Linked DNA regions of Hordeum vulgare: region 1 is linked to region 2. The links are chromatin contacts, called in public Hi-C maps. All regions are on one chromosome and are shown on one strand. Each heading gives the region's core, a stretch centred on a gene start, on an enhancer-like site or on the middle of the called end of the contact. The rest is flanking DNA. Distances are from core to core; before and after follow the strand shown.

Region 1 (2,700 bases), core at 92-2,591, 260 kb before region 2:
TTGTTTCCATAAGGATTGATATCATAGCCCGTGGCCAATTCCTTCTTCACTGGCTTCAACAGCGGCCTCTGAGACCGGATCCTGGGCAAATCCCTGTCATATCCCAGGTCCTCAGAATGAAGGCCATCTGTGCTTCTCCGCTGCTTCCCTCTATGCGCGACTCCGGCATCATACCCGTAAGCATTATCTGGACGAGAAAGCTTTGAGAGAGCCCCTCCAATGTACTCCTCACCCACACCTTTTGACACACCCAACCGCAGAACGCCCTTGGACCTTTCCTTCCCTAACTTCCCAGCCTTGTTGAGACCCATCTTATCCGGCTTCGACCGTGTCAATAACTGTTCCGCAGACTCCCTGCTCTCCGAGTCAGTCTCTGACCCAGCCCGGGCAACCAGACCCAGTTCCCTCTGCTTCCGCTGCGCCTTCATCGCATCCATAGCTCTGAGCCTCTCGCCAAGGCTGTACCCGTTGCAGCTCTTCCAGCAGTCCTTGGTGTCCCACAGCCCCAGCACCATCGAATTATGGTACCTCTGCAGGTGGTAGTAATGCTTGCGCCGCTCCGCAAAGCGGGCGCCGCGGCGGTACAGGACGATCCTGGGGTCGCAGAGGCCGCCCTTGAGGCGGTCGAGCAGGGCGGCCAGGGGGCTCCCGAAGTGGAAGTTGTCCCCCCGGAGGAGCTCGACGAGCGTGCGGGCGAAGGTCTCCTGGTCCAGGTCGGGCAGGAAGGCGGCGAGGCGGAGCCGGTCGTCCTCGGAGAGCAGGCCGTTCCAGGCGTCGAGGGAGACGACGCCGCCGAGGCCGGGGAGGTCGTAGAGGTCCAGCGGCAGGGCGACGCTCTGGTCCCCGACCTGGCACATCTCCGCCCCGGCCTCCCCGAGCTGCGTGATCTCCAGCTCGTCAGACCCCATCCCGGAGTCGTCCTCCTCCTCCTCTGCCTCCCGCTCCTGCTCCTGCTCCTGTTCCTCCTCGTGGCCGCCGCCATTCTCCTCCTGGGCCGAGAAGCCCTCGGCCTCGGACCCCTCGGAGGCCGTGGCGGGCGAGCGCTCCTCCTCGTCCTCCGTGGAGCCCGCCTCCTCCCCGCCGGGCTCCAGCCGCTGGACCCTGGCGCCGCCGGCCCTCACGATCGCCATACCACCTGCGCCAAAACCAATCCTCAGCAAAAGACCCGCGCCTGCCAAAACCCTAGCCGCTCCCCCCCGAATCCCAATCCAACCCTCCCCGCCCCGCCCCGCCCCGCCCGGGCCCACGGGGCCGCGCCCGCGAACGAATCGAAGGGAGAAGGCGGGGAAACTCACCGGAGCAGAGCAGGCGCGCCGCGGAACCCTAACCCTAGGAAGGCGGCGATGGGGGTGTGGTGGGGGGGCGGGGGGCGGGGGGCGGGGATAAATAGTGGGTGGGGCGGGGGAGGGAGGAAGACGACGGAGACGTGGCGGCCGCGGGAGCCGTCGGATGCGCGGGCGGGGCGGGATTACGGAGGGGGCGAGGGGGCCGGGCGCAAAAGTGTCCGCGTCCGGGTGGGGGTGGGGGTGGGGTGGGGAGGCGGGGGGTGGGGAGGTAGGGGAAGGGGGGGAGAGGAGACGGGGCGAGCCGAGGTGGGAGGGAGGAAGGAGGAGGAGAGCGAGGGGAAAGAGAGGGGGCGCTCGGCTGGGGTGGGCCCGCCTGTACCTGACCGCTGGGCCCGGGCGGGCAGGGGCGTGAGGGGGCTCTGGTTTTGCGCGGGAACTAACTGGGATTGTGGAGTGTGCTTAACTTCACTCTCGGCTCCCGACTTCGCCTCGATTGATATCCGATGAGGGTTTTTGCGTATCTAAGTTACTCCCTCTAGTTCATATTAATTATCGTTCATTTTAATACTTGCTTAGTCTTTAAAATAAGTGTCTTAAATTTAATACAATTTTATATTAAAACTGATACAAAGTTGAGACACTTACTTTGATACCACGGAGGAAGTACAGTCGTCAAGTAATATGGATTAGAGTCGGTACTTATTTGTGTTGATAGGTTTGAAATGATGGGTTAATGTTTGGTGCATAAATGCCGAAAAACAAGATGATACTTCGCACGTTGTTAAGACAGTCGTTGCGGTGTAATTTTAATGAGATTTAATCATGTGAAGTATTTGTATTCAGATTGATAGTATACTCCAAACTAAAACTGAAAGTACAAACTATAAGGATATGCATTTGATTATTATGTGGTTAGAAATTATTTGTGGATCAACTATTACCGTATTTGCGTATCCAAATTACTGAATCGACCTTTAATGAGGTGACACCTGCACATATTAAGATAAATACAGTGATGGGGATCAACTATATATATATATATATATATATATATATATATATATATATATATATATATATATGTGTGTGTGTGAATGGTTAGATTTCTTGTGGTGAAGTAGACCATCGGGATTCAACTTTTAGACTTCGCGCTGGTGCTCGCATTTCCCTGAATATATTTCATGCTTCCAACGATGTTCGTTTGGTGGGAGAAGACGTCTGCGTCGACTACGAGTCGCATATGATGACTTCGACAATCTTAAAAAGTTGTGTCGACTCGGTATCTCGGAAGGTGTGCGTGTGTGCGTTAATAAAAGTGGGTGTATGTACGTGTATGTGAGCACCTATTATTATAGTGTATTTAACAAAACTACTTATATAGTATAGGTATAGGACATGGGAACATGTTTTTTTA
Region 2 (2,700 bases), core at 176-2,675:
CAGCCAAAACTTCCGCACTAAGTAGAGATACTACTTGTGCATCCATAAACCTTCAACCCAGTTTTGCCATGAGAGTCCACCATACCTACCTATGGATTGAATAAGATCCCTCAAGTAAGTTGTCATCGGTGCAAGCAACAAAAATTGCTCCCTAAATATGTATGACCTATTAGTGTGTGGAAAATAAGCTTTGTACGAATCTGTGATGAGGAAGACATAAAAGCGACATACTACATAATAAAGTTCTTTATCACAGGAGGCAATATAAAGTGACGTTTCTCCACACTAAGAGAGAACACATCCAAACCTCAGAAGCGCATGACAACATCTGCTTCCCTCTGCGAAGGGCCTATCTTGTACCTTTACCTTTTATCATAAAAAGAGTCGTGGTGATCGACACCAATTCCTTATTTCGCCATTATCTTGGCTAACGTCATGTGCTAGAGAAAGATCTATACTCATATGTCAACTTGGAAGTAAGTACTCATGAATTATTATTGTTGACATTACCCTTGAAATAAGTAGTTGGGAGGGGAAACTATAAGCCCCTATCTTTCTCTATGTCCAACTGAAATTTTGATCTAATGAGTACCACGTGAGTTTTAGCATTTGTAGAACACTAAAAGATGATTGAGTATGTGGATTTGCTTTACAAGCTCTCATTTGACTCTTCTCGATGTTATGATAAATTGCAATTGCTTCAATTACTAAAGACTGTTGGTTGCTAATTCTCAATAAGGTTCTTGATCCATACTTTACATTGTGAAGGAATTGTCACTTTAGCATAAGACATTATATGACGATAAGGCTTAGGGTTGAAAACGATCGGGATTACAAAGGACATAGTATAAACTTTAGAGGTTCCGGAACAAAATTACAATCGAGAAAAGGTTTTCCATTCCACCCAGTTGATGTTATTTTTAAATGTCATCTGTTTCTACAGATGTGGACACCGTTGGGGAAGCATCGAGATGCTGAGCACATGGGAGCTACCATGGAAAGGATCCGCAACATCCTTTCGCTTGCTCGACATTCTTCATAGCTGATCTTCACCTTTGGAGTTCTAGTATGGCGTCGGGAGGAAGGATCTGGTGCTCTAGTGCATTTATTTTATGTTTCCTTGTCTCTTTATTTTGGCTTAGCTCAGTGACCTTTACTGTCGTTATGAGTGATCTTGAACTTTGTGTTTTATAATACTTAATAACTTTAAAGTTGGACGTTCCAAGCGTCTTCGTTTCAAAAACTTTAGGGATAGAAAGGGAAAGGTTCATTTAGGACGAAGACTACAACCTCGAAGTTTAAATCAGACTTTCCTCGCACACTAATCGGCCCGTCTCGAGTATCTGGACCGTCCAGTCTCGCCATCAGACGGCCTCCATCCACCACCTTCTTCTCGACCCCCAACCCCCAACCCAGTCCAGTCCGCCCAACCCCCAACCCATGGCCGCCGCCGCCGCGGTCGCGGTCGCAGCTGCTGCCGACTGGACCGTCGTCCGACGGCGCGGCCGCCGCAGGGGAAACGCCACGGTCACCACCTCCCACCTCGACGCCCCGCCGCCGCTCCCGTTGACCCCGATCCCGTGGTCGCCCTCCGACCCATCCCTCGACCCGACCCGCGTCTCCCGCCTCCTCGACCGCGCCCGCGCCGCGATCTCCCGGATCGAGGCCTCCCGCCTCTACCGCCGCCTCCTCCTCCCCGACTCCCCGCTCCGTCGCCGTCTCGCCTCGCTCGCCCCCTCCCGCCTCTCCCTCCTCGGCGTCGGCAGCTTCGAGTCCTCCCCGGCCGCGCGCCTCCAGCTCGCGCTCGCCGCCCTCCTCCGCCGGGACCTCCTCGCGAGCGCCTCCGCCACGGCCGACCTCTTCGACCCCGTCCTCTCCGCCGTCGAGTGCGCCGTCGCCGTCGCCCTCGGCTTCGCCGTCCCGAGCCTCGACGACGGGTGCGGCCGCCGCGTGGAGGAGCCCACCCTCTTCTACATGCCCCACTGCGAGGCGTCGCTCTACGACGCGCTCCTCGGAGCCAACTGGGAGCCCCGCGCTCAGCTCCGCCGCGTCTGCGTGCTCGGCAACAGCTTCCGGCGGTACGCTCTGCAGGCGGAAGAGAACCGCTCGGGGCCCGCCGCCAAGGCCAATCTTGTTCTCAAGGCAGCGCGGTTCGCGTGGGAGCAGCGGATCGACGACGCCGGGGATGTGGACGATGAGGACTGGTTCGCCCGTGCGTTCAACGAGACGAGCTGGCATTTCTTCGAGGTGGACGAAGACGTCGGCCAGAGGACGGAGATAAGTTCCCAAGCTTTGTCCTTCGAGAAATTATCACTGTAACCCAGTGTATTACGTACTTGATTCGAGATGCATTTGGAGATTCTGGGTTGGCATCTTCACAAAATTTATCACTGCAATTCTGTGATTGTATACTAGTATTTGATTGGAGATGAATTCACAGATTCATAGTTAGCATCTGAGCATAATTTGTCACTGTAATTCTATTATTGTATTGCTTGATTGGAGATTATATTCAAAGATTCAGAGTTAGCATCTGAGCATAATTTATCACTGTAACTCTATGACTGTATTGCCTGATTGGAGATTATATTCAAAGATTCAGAGTTGGCATCTTAATGAAATTTATCACTGTAATTCTATGATTATATACTACTACGTCTCTACCAAAATACTCCAAGATTCAGACAATTCTATGAGTAT

The links. A called contact is a pair of places that touch in the nucleus more often than the background predicts.
Region 1: a contact with region 2 is called in a Hi-C map of leaf, with 8 times the contacts expected there. The contact joins the promoter of LOC123398482 here to the promoter of LOC123398381 in region 2. A contact is called at or near these places in 4 of 6 Hi-C or Micro-C datasets (leaf and seedling) and 1 of 1 datasets of contacts at active chromatin or transcription factors (embryo).

What each region holds. Positions count from the first base shown.
Region 1 is chr1H:26,912,506-26,915,205 of MorexV3_pseudomolecules_assembly, reverse strand. LOC123398482 reads right to left here and starts at 1,341. Exons shown (of 3, transcript XM_045092979.1): 1 at 1,296-1,341; 2 at 1-1,135. The coding sequence starts at 1,130.
Region 2 is chr1H:26,648,363-26,651,062 of MorexV3_pseudomolecules_assembly, reverse strand. LOC123398381 (protein SENSITIVITY TO RED LIGHT REDUCED 1) reads left to right here and starts at 1,425. Exons shown (of 1, transcript XM_045092888.1): 1 at 1,425-2,616. The coding sequence starts at 1,441. The coding sequence ends at 2,319.